2 separate regions of the Mus musculus genome follow, and region 1 is linked to region 2. A link is a contact called in public HiChIP or PLAC-seq data. All regions are on one chromosome and are shown on one strand. Each heading gives the region's core, a stretch centred on a gene start, on an enhancer-like site or on the middle of the called end of the contact. The rest is flanking DNA. Distances are from core to core; before and after follow the strand shown.

What was found. HiChIP or PLAC-seq counts read pairs in DNA pulled down with a chosen protein or histone mark.
Region 1: a FOXA1 HiChIP or PLAC-seq map of pancreatic cancer cells shows a contact between it and region 2. The contact joins two enhancer-like sites. A contact is called at or near these places in 2 of 484 Hi-C or Micro-C datasets (the 3T3-L1 cell line and adipose-derived mesenchymal stem cells) and 1 of 115 datasets of contacts at active chromatin or transcription factors (pancreatic cancer cells).

Annotation. Positions count from the first base shown.
Region 1 is chr15:64,474,816-64,480,459 of GRCm38.p6, forward strand. No RefSeq gene overlaps it. Among named protein-coding and RNA genes, the nearest start is that of Gm46509, 26 kb to the right of the region's middle. Within about 2 kb of position 2,541, at least 41 of the 459 cell types and tissues checked have an H3K27ac peak or open chromatin away from gene starts, as enhancers often do. A contact at or near this core is called in adipose-derived mesenchymal stem cells and pancreatic cancer cells, where this site is marked.
Region 2 is chr15:64,220,174-64,225,828 of GRCm38.p6, forward strand. The region is part of intron 3 of Asap1 (ArfGAP with SH3 domain, ankyrin repeat and PH domain1); the gene reads right to left. Among named protein-coding and RNA genes, the nearest start is that of 1700010G06Rik, 91 kb to the right of the region's middle. Within about 2 kb of position 3,413, at least 85 of the 459 cell types and tissues checked have an H3K27ac peak or open chromatin away from gene starts, as enhancers often do. A contact at or near this core is called in adipose-derived mesenchymal stem cells and pancreatic cancer cells, where this site is marked.

The DNA.
Region 1 (5,644 bases), core at 1,291-3,790, 250 kb after region 2:
TTGACAAGATTTCTGCTGAGCCACTACTAAACCTTTCTGTCTCTCAGCTTCCAGTAAGGTCATCTTTGATTTCCTATATTCTTAAAGCCCAAAGTCTTAAAGTTCTGTGCTCTTCAAGGAGTTATTTATTTGTTTAGGTGTCTTTGTAGACATGTTTAATGCATGTATGTGTATATGCATGCATGGGGAAATTAGAAGTCAATGTTGGATGTTTTCCACTCTCAATCTTATTTTTTGAGGCAAGGTCTCTCCCTGTACCTGGAACACTGATTGCCTAGATTGTCTCCCAGTGCTGGGGTGACAGGCATGCACTACAAAGCCCAGTTATTTACATGGATGCCAGTGATCCGAACTCAGGCTCTCATGCTTGTGTGACAATCACTTTGCTCACTTGGGTTCATCAGCCCTAAAGGTGATTTAAACTCTTCTTGACATTGCTTGAAGTTTGTTGCCTTGTTCTAAGGTCAATCCCACCTTCTGGACTTTTGTCAGGTAAGCACCCCATTCCTATACCCAAATCCATGTTAGTTATCTATTTCTGCCCAGCTTAAAGCAAGTATCATCTTACAGGTTCTGTGGGTCAAGAATCTCCATGGCTTAGCAGATGTTTCTGGCTCCACATCACTCATGAGAATGCAGTCAGGTTGATGTCCAGGGCTCAGTCTTATCTCAAGACTCAACCAGAGGCTGGGAGATCAACTCGTACATTTATAAATGCGACAGAGGGAAGGCTGCATCCTTTTACAGGCTGTGAGACTGAGGCCCTTAACTCCTCATTGGCTGCTGGCGTTGGAGTCTCAGTTCTTCACTGAACCATAAAGGTCTCTACACAAGATGGCAGCATGATTATCCTAGCTTGAGCAATCAAGAGAAAATGAGATGATTTATAATGTCTTGAATGTAACATCCTGTAGCTAAGATTTAGTCAGTTAGAGATGAGTTATTAGAATCTGGCTATGGTGGCCAATACATATAATCCAAACCCTCAGGCTGAGGCAAGAAGACCCTAAGTTTGAGGTCAATGTGGGATATATGTATCTATGTATGTATCTACGTATCTACTATCTATTTATCTATCAATCATCTTTGTATGTATCATCTATGTATGTATGTATGAACCTGAACTACATAATGAAACCCAACAGAGGTGGAGGTTGGACAAGTAGGTACAGTGATGATTGGACTGTAGAATTAAGGAAATACAAGCAGGAGGATCAAGAGTTTGGGGTTATCTATATAGACTTCATAATGAGTTTCAAGGACATTCCAGTTAATATTAGCCAAAACTAAATAAGCAAGTCATTAGTCCGGGCCACACTCAAGGTGAGGGAGTTTCCTAAATGTCTTAATGGTGGAGAGAGAATCACTCTAGAAACCTAACCTTTGAAACTATCTACACATGCAAACAAAAACAGTTACAGGCTTGGTTATTTATTGAGCAACTATTTTATTTATTTATTTATTATGCAATTTTCTCAATTACATTTCCAATGCTATCCCAAAAGTCCCCCATACCCCCCCACTTCCCTACCCACCCATTCTCATTTTTTTTTTTGGCCCTGGCGTTCCCCTGTACTGGGGCATATAAAGTTTGTGTGTCCAATGGGCCTCTCTTCCCAGTGATGGCTGACTAGGCCATCTTTTGATACATATGTAGCTAGAGTCAAGAGCTCCGGGTACTGGTTAGTTCATAATGTTGTTCCATCTATAGGGTTGCAGGTCCCTTTAGCTCCTTGGGTACTTTCTCTAGCTCCTCCATTGGGAGCCCTGTGATCCATCCAATAGCTGACTGTGAGCATCCACTTCTGTGTTTGCTAGGCCCCGGCATAGTCTCTCAAGAGACAGCTATATCTGGGTCCTTTCAGCAAAATCTTGCTAGTGTATGCAATGGTGTCAGCGTTTGGAAGCTGACTATGGGGTGGATCCCTAGATATGGCAGTCTCTAGATGGTCCATCCTTTTATCACAGCTCCAAACTTTGTCTCTGTATCTCCTTCCATGGGTGTTTTGTTCCCAATTCTAAGAAGGGGCACAGTGTCCAAGAATGAAGACCAAAGTGTGAGCAACTATTTTGTTCTAGACATTCTTGTAGGTGCTTGGAACACACTAAGAAGAAAAACTGACCAAGATGAATCTGGTCTCATGGTGCTCCCTGGGGGAATTATTATGAAGGCACGTGAGAATAGAGTCTGTTTGAGGAACTACTGGAAGTAGAGTAAGATGGGACTTGGATATGTAGTGGACATGAATTACAAAGACCCTTCCTCACTAGGTGGTGTGTTTGGATTAACAACACAAGCAAGGAGAAGTTCTGCAGGTGGTACAGCCATAGTGTATGATGGGCTCCAAGAGTATCAATAGGACAAGGGTGGGCCGTAACTCCCATGAGAGATGTTGGTGCCTACCTCCTGCTTAATGAATTAAATGTGGAACTGTACAGGTGAGTCATATTTAGAAATCGAAAGGAATGGCATACTGTCAGATGTTACAACGTGAATGAAACTTGGAGACATTATACTAAAACAAATATGTGAGTCACGAGAGACCACATTCTGTATGACTCCATTTGTATAAAATGCTCAGAATGGGCGAGTCACCCATGGAGACAGAAAGTAGATTAGTGGTTTCTTGCAGTTGGAAAGGATGGGTGTGGAAGATGACAGCTAGAAGATACTGGGTTTCCTTTTGAGGCAATGAAAAAAAATGTTCTTAAATTGATAGGCCTGACTGTACAATTCTGTGAAGATAATCATAATGATAACAAAGTACATTAAGTTGTACGTAGTCAAAAGGTTGCTCGCATTGCATGTGGGCTATGCTTCAACAAAGATGTTTCAGAAACAGAAAACAGTCTGGGAATGTAGCTTGGTTGGTTGGTAGAGTGCTTGCTTAGCGTGAAGACATCCTGAGTTTGGTTCTCAGCACAGTGTGACCCAGGTGTGATGGGACTGTGCTCTGATTTCAGCACTCAGGAGGTAGAGGCAGGAGGGTCAGAAGTTCAAGGCCGTCTTCAGCTGCATAGCAGTTTAAGGCCCCGTCACAATAAAAATGACAATGACATCATCAACAACAACAAACATATCAACAACAGACAAACCAAAATCATCCCAAACACTTCAAAACACAATATAGAACCTAAAGCAGTTCTGGTGACTCTGAGATCAGTTTTTGAAGATTAGCTTAGCCCTTCTTGCTGCTCATGGTTAGGTCCTTAAAACTTATCAAATCCTGTTCTAAGTACTGTTTTCTTCCATTTCCTTTTCTTCCCTTCTTTCCTATTTTTATGGGAATCTCTTTATCACATTTTTAAAATCCTCTTTCTTATTTCTGCTTTTTTTTTCTCTACCTCAACCCATCTGGGGCTCCTGGTTACTTGTTCTAAGCATCACCCACATGACTAAGCCAGTATGGCTATACCTACATCTATAACCCCAGAACTGTGGAGATAGAGAAGGTAGGATCCAGGGCTTGTAGACACTAGCCTAGCTGCATATTCGGGGGGAGACCCTAACTCATAGAAACAAGGCAAAGAATGATAGGGAAAGATACTTAACATCCTCCTCTGCCTACTGTGAGAATGTGCACACAAGTGTGCACACACAAAGAAATCTGCATCTTTTAATAATATTGAATTCCTAGTTAAACTATGCCATCCACAATTCAGAAAATGACACTGCCTGACTACAACTAGCCACCATCAGGTCCCATATCCAATGAGCATCTTTGGTGTTAGGTCTTATTCGATAGTACACTGAACAAAGCAAACAGGTTTCACGTCTTTGCCAAAGTTTTCAGCCTAATGGGGAGATGAACAAACATAGAAGAGTATAGAACAATCAGCAAGGCAAAGGAAGCACACACAAACACTGAACACAACCTCAGATGCAAATGACTAAAGTAAAGCCTAAGATTGGCTGGGAAAGGACAGACAGGTGTGATACCAGAACATGCTCAGCAAAGAGGAGAGTTCAGGTGCAGGTCCAGATGGGAGAGAAAGCATGTGTTGTCCCCTAAAGAAGGGGGACAAGCCAGTAAGAACCAAGGGAAGGGCAGAGACATGGTCAGAGATGGATTGTGAGCTGTCTCTCCTGACCACGGGTGCTGTTAAAGCATCAGGTCAGGAAAGCGTCACGGGTGCCATTTTCATCTCAGGCAGCTCCAAATCAGCAGGGATTGTCTTGGTCTACTCAAGGCAGCTGTAACGAAATCAAGCAGAGATTTCTTTTTTTTAAAAAAATAGATCTCAAAGCTGGACAGCCCAACGTTTGAGGAGCTCCTGTCTGTTGAGGACTGGCTGGCTGTGCCATCCTGTGGTGGAAAACAGTGGGTAAGAGGTGTGCAAGAGGCAAGAGCTTGACTTCAGCTTAATCAGCATAATCGATTCATCAGAGCAGAGTCCCCATGACCTGAAGACCTCACCTTTCCGCCCAATACTATTGCACTGGGACTTATTTCAACTTGAGCTTCGGAAGGGTTAAAAGTAACCAAGTGACAGGTACCTTGCACGGCTATGATGACACCCAACTCTGCCTTGAGTTTGTTATGTGCTGCGGTCACATCATTTCACCACTCGGGGTCACAGATTTCCACGTAGTAAATGGTGTTAGTAATAACCACCTGAAAGGGTTGTTGTGAAAGCTCACAGCGAGACACATGCAACCAGCTGGCACACGGTAGGTAAATGAACACAGGAATAAAAGAACCATTGCGCTGCACATGCGTATTCACCCTGAGTTTTTAGAGGATCCAGTTTTACAGATGCTCTCTACAGAGGAGAGTTGCTGGAAACCACGTGCAATTTCCCCTGTGGATTTGTATCTCCACAGATTCAGCTCTGGGGACCGTATGCTCATCTTAGGGATCACAGTGAAGATGGGCCTTTTCAGGGGAACAACCAAGTTGGAATGTGGGGTGAAGATGAAGCATTGGGCTCCAGTCAGACCCAAAGTGAACAAAGTGAAGACAGAGTTAAGGGACAGAAGAGCAAGCCTTGAGTATGCCAGCAGACACAATCTTACTAAGATCCAAACTTAGGTGGCCATGCCTCCATACACTGAGACTGCTCTCTACCCCTCAAGATGAGGTCTCTTCCTTGTGGTTTGGTCTCCCTCATGAGTTCATTTAATGGGGGTTTCTATGATTATTGTTTTTTTTTTAATTTTATTTTAGAAATGCTAAGAAGAGGGCTTTAGAGATGGCTCAGCAGTAAAGAGCGCTGGCTTTTCTTCTAGCACTGGCTGCTCTTCCAGAGGCGCTAAGTTCAATTCCCAGCAACTACATTGTGCTTCATAACCATCTGTAATAGGATCTGATGCCCCCTTCTGGTGTGCATGAAGACAGCATACTCATTTGCATTAAATAAGTAAATAAATAGATAAATCTTTTTAAAATGTTAAGAAGAGCACATAAAGGTAGGGAGAGAATATGTCGTGAGGGAGAAGTCTGGGGGTTAGAGGGAAGAGTTAGAGGAGAAATGAGTCACATATATTACATGCACATATGAAGTTGTCAAAGAATGAATAAAAATATTCTCAATTTTCTAAACAACATACTAACATACTACTGTCATCTTTTAAGATGTTGCTACCAGAATAACCTTTCTCAGAGAGACAGAATTAGCCTCCAGTTCTGGCCTCTCTCTTACT
Region 2 (5,655 bases), core at 2,163-4,662:
CATTCTTTGAAGACTGAATATAGGAAAGGAAATTCCGAAGAAGAAATAAAAATCTCCCCAGAGTATCATTTACAAAACTCACAACTTGAACTGGCTAAAGAAACAGCGGTCTGTGTAACTCGGGATCCTGACCTGTGACTCACTCACTGAAACAGGCTGGAGTTTTCCTCCAGGCCTTGGGCTTGCTTAAGATCAGAGAATTTCCCTTGGGATTTTCCCCAAGCCTTCACTTGCTCCCCACAAGCTTCAAACAATTTCTTCTTTTCCACTCCCATTAAAACCTGTTCCCCTTTCCAGTTCTCTTTAAAGTCTCCTCTGGAAAGGAGATCCTGCAGTGGATGCTTGGGTACTTAAAACTCGCTTTAGACCTTTGCCAGCTCTTGTCTTTGGAACAGCATGGCCTCTGCCTTGGGTGCAGGGCCTCTCTAACCCCTGTGATTTCTCATAGCAAGGGCAGTCGGGCAGAACAGCAGCAGAGCTCTAGGTAGTCATGTTCTTTCTTCATGGCTGCTTATGACTGCTCTAAAACACCGTGCAGATTCACATAACCAGACATGCGGTTCTGTCGTATACATCCCACCCGATCGATGCTCATTGTCTCGTCAGTCCTCCTGCTCACTACTGACTACACCACAGTCTCGTGTGACCTGCGTGCATTTCGGAATGCCTCATAGAATGCACAGAGGTGAAGAGTGCTTGTATTTATATGTCTTCACCTGAGGAAGGCATTGTCTAATACTGGATTAGCTCTTAGTCCAATGCCTCTCACTTATAGGGCAAGAATTCCATAATTTGTCTTTTTTGGAACGTTCTCCTGAGGATAAAGAATAAGGCGTTCAAACTAACCACATTTATTCATTAACTACAATAAGGATTACTTTTAAAATACCTTACAACTTCTCTCTTTAAAAAAATAAAAAAGGAGAGATAATTGATAAAATATCTATCTATCTCCCCTTTATTCCCCCAAAAGAGCAAGGAAAAGGGGCCGGCAAGACAGCAGAAGTTACAAGCACTGGCCCTTTCAGACAACCTGGGTTGGAATCCCAGAATCCATATTACAGCACATGGCTGCAATTCCAGCCCCAGGAGATTTAACATTGCCTTCTGGCCTTCTTGTACTACACTCATGGTGCACAAACACTCATACACATATGAAATGGGGGAAGAAAAAAATAAACAAACATTGTTCATTTACAGATTTTCTAGTTAGAAAAAAAGTCTCTTTCCCCTCAGCTCAGCAGGTGCTTCCAATGTCTCCTAGATTTCTCCAACATTACAAGGTCCTATAGTATAAGATGTATGTGCTACTTAGCTTTAACCGCCAACCTGACCCTGCCTAGAGTCATCTGAGAAGAAAGCTTCAACTGACCAGTGGGCATGTCTGTGGGATAGTACTGACTCATACTATGAGTAGCACCATTCTTGGGCAGCCCACTGTGGCTGACATCACTCTTGGGCAGGTAGTCTCTGGCTGTATAAGAAAATAAGCTGCCGGGCAGTGGTGGCGCACACTTTTAATCCCAGCACTTGGGAGGCAGAGGCAGGCGGATTTCTGAGTTCGAGGCTAGCCTGGTCTACAGAGTGAGTTCCAGGACAGCCAGCCAGGGCTACACAAGAGAAACCCTGTCTCAAAAAGCTCAAAAAATAAAACAAACAAACAAACAAACAACCCTGAGCCTGCAAATGGTGTTCTGTCAAGATTTCTTACCCTGAATTCTCTGAATGATGCACCGTAACCTTAAAGCATAAGCCAAATAAAGCTCTTAGTCATAATTTATCCAGCAGAGGAAGGAAAGCAGAGCAGTGTGTGGTGTTGACTTATCCCCTCTGAGGGGATTTTCCAGCAGGTGTATGTTCTGTGCTACCCCCACCTCATCAAGCCACTCTACTCGGACTATGCAGCTCCTAGACAAGGAGCTTTGGCCAGCTGGTCTTTGTACTCAATGAAGCTCATTATCCTCTGTGTTAACCAGGATTCAGTTGAAATGGAAAAACTCCAATTTCCAAAAGCCAAAGGTTAGCCTCATTTTTATAGTACTATAGAGCTAGAAGAACCCTACATGTGGATGATATAGCCTAATTTTCATATTTATTTAACCAAAAGCAAAACTCCAAGCCCTGAGAATATAAACAACTTGCCCAAGTCCAGAGTTTGACAGTCTAGTACAGAGACTAAACAGAGAGCTGCCTCTTACTCATGGGGGTTTCTATGAGGAGGATATGAAGGTGACTCCAGGCTCCAATGGCCTATGAGGGCATTTGGTTCCTCAGAAGCTCAGTAAATGGGAAGGCAGATCCTGAGATAACCCCAAGTGCTTGGGAAACATGGGCCAATCAGGCCTCTGGGAGGATACAAGCTCCAGAGGCAAGTTTGGAAAGTACTAGAGAAAGAACATGGTGGGAGGCTTGGAGGAGCCTGGGGGATCTCTAACGGTGAGAGAGGTTGAGATGAGATCATGGGTGGGGAGAGCCATATGGACTTTGGTGTGGTTAAGTTGGAATCTGATAGCCCTCCAGGTACAAGTGCCCCTGGGAAATTTATGTGCAGTTCCTGCTCTTAAAGAACCTGAGGCAAGAGTGCAGTAAGTGTGAGGCCAGACTGGGCTAACAGCAAGTTTCTGTTCCTAAATCCAACCAGCCTAATGTGGTGATGTTTGCCCATATGGAAGGACGCCAAGTCAACGATAAGGGGGGACCTGAAGGGCCCAAGAGTATAGTCACAGGATCTCATCTTAACTGAAATTGCTGACACTTGACCTCTATTCCTAGTAACTAACACACTCTTATAACTGTATGTCTAGAATAAATGCTTATAGGATGAGTAAAATGAATATGCTTAGCAGCCAGAAAAGGTCATATGAACTGTATTCTTTCAAAAATTCAAATAGGAGTAACTTCAAAGCACTATAAACCATCATGATTTTCTTTTAATACTCAGCATGTAAAGAAAAATGTATTTTATACTCTTTCTAGAGCTGCTAAATAAAACAATACATGTGGGGTGTTAGATATACTAAACAAAACGTTGGTGTGGTCCTTTTCAGTAGACACTTAGGATAAAAATCAATCCTTTATTGAATAAGGAACTCACTGATGTTAATCAGAAGCCCTAGTTCTACAAGTATCTATAATATTTAAACTAGAAGAACGTCCCACTTTCTATGATCCACACTGGAATGAAGGACATCAAAAAGTCTGAAAAGACTTACAATAAGCACTGAAAACTGTTCCCCTTCCAAATTTTAGGCAAACAGCTCCAGAAACACAACTTTATCTTCAGATACATTATTAAGTGTTTTGCTTTTTTTTTTTTTTTTTTATTTTAGCAGAAGAATAAACACAGGCTTGTTCCAAGGCCCTGACCACAGGATTTCCTTAAATGATACACTAATGAAAAATGCAAACCAGTGGAAGGCCTGACTCACCGCACCAGAGACTGCTACATTCCAAACAAAGATCTGCTTCGTATCAAGGGAGAACTAGCTCCACAAACAACAAGTTTCCCTTACCCACTTGTCTTGCGAATATTTCTGCTTTTCCGTAACATGGAATCAAAGGACAAGACTCCTATCCCCAGTGATAGATGTGTGAATAGGAATAGCTCCTAAATCATTTACTTGTGTATAGTGCTTGATTCCAATTACTCTGAAGCTGAAGATGAGATCCAGGGTAGCCAGGGGCTATACTTTTTCCTCTAGCTGCACTGCTAAAATCACCAGGGGAGACAGGCTGATCCAGCAACCTAGAGATGTCTATCTGGCTGCAGAAGCGGGACAAGCTGGCCTATCAGGTCCCACTGCAGGAGTTAGAAAGAAGGGGTGGGACAAGTGATGCACAAGAAGCCACCACTGGTGTTGAACAACTACTGAGGAAGAAACACCACTATGAGCAAGAAACAAAGAAAAGAAAAGAAGAGAAAAGAAAAGAAAAGAAACAGATACAAGTCCATGTCAGACAGCAAAGAAAAAATAAATACAAGAAAGGGACCACAAGAAGGTGGGTCAGGAGGTGGGAAAGCCAACAGCTGTCCTTCTGAGGGAGCTGATCTGAGCCTCTGCTAGCTCAGGCGTGCTAAGTGAAATGGCCTTCCTTAACTCATGCACAACTTACACATCCCTATAAAGTGAGGCACACTGACCCATGAGGGCAAAGAATTATTAAAAAATAAGATCAAGGCACACAGCCTAGCTAGTTCTGCTGACCTTCTTTAGTAAGCTCCTTGAGGTTCACTACAATGACTGATTTTGAGGGCTTCCTATGAGCTTGGCACAGAGAAACACTAAGGAGGCAGGCACTCTTAATTATTGCACAGAGGAGGAATCTGAGGTGTAAAGGTGTTGAGTGGCTTGTCTTAAGGTCACGTCCTGATAAATGTGATCCACGCGAGCTTTTCTCACTCTGCTGCTCTGTGTTGAAGGCAGCGGCAGTTATGAGAGACCCTGTGAGAACTGATGAGAAGGAACAGCATAACTGGAAAGCGGAAAGAATTCTTAACCATGATGGGAACGTGGCATGGTATGAAGGCCAACAAAGAAAGTGTATGAACGGCCTACCTCCAGACAGGGGACTTGAAACATCAGAGTTGGAAACATTACAGATTCAGATCAGAAATGGTAAGCAGGCAGCATGTCACACAGAGAGAGCAGGGGAGGGATAAAGCACAGACACTCTTTCACCTCTTTTACAGTTCACCTGGGAGGAACACGTCACTAGGGTCTAGCCACGATCCTGTGATCCCCGGCACTCAGGCCAGACAGACATTGGCGCAGCCTTCACTCATCAGTCTACAAATGGTACTGGTGTAGCCAAGTAGCTGAGAGGCAGTATGGCTCCTGTCACCATCTCTAAAGACCTGGCCCAAGCACTGCCTCTCAACATGCCAATCTGTTTAGTTTGCACAACAATCGTACAAACTACTTTACAAAAATAACTGTCCTCCTGTAGTTACTCAGAGATTCATTATATCATACTTTATCTTGTCTCACTTCATGTCAGAAATCTAAGCACCGACTCAAGCTAACTAACATGTTTATCACCCGTCCCTGGAACATGAACACAAGATGGGAAGTAAAATGCTTCCCTGCCTGAAACGCAGGACAAGGCAGTGCTAGTGCACATCCAAGCCATGAAGACAGCAAAGTGCTAACAACACTATACTACTCAGAAGGCTCTACACGTCCTGCTTGGCTGGGCAGGGCAGGGCAAAGGTGACTGAGAAGACGGGCGTTCCACCTGGCCTCAGAAAATAAAGAGCCAGAGCACAAGGAAAGAATCAAACGGTCAGAATATCCAGAGCACCAGTAGTTTAAGCCTAAGGAAAATCAGAATATGATGACAATTTCTCTGAAGAAGAATGCTAAGCAGCTTACTCAACTCAAAACAGTAGGTAAATGGGGAGCTGGGCATCAAGCCCAGGCCATCCACCTCGGGAGTTAGGGTCTCAACTATGGTTGAGAACATACAGTGAAGAGCTTCCTCGACCTAACTCTTATGAGGCAGTGAGTCAGAGCGGTACCTCCACCTTCCTTCACGGGACAGTCAGCTATGATTGCCACCTTTCCTTCTTGGTAGTACTTCACGTGGAGTCTGTTAAAAAGGACATCGAGTGAGGCCTGTCTAGATAAACTCAGGAGCCACCAGCGCAGAGATGGC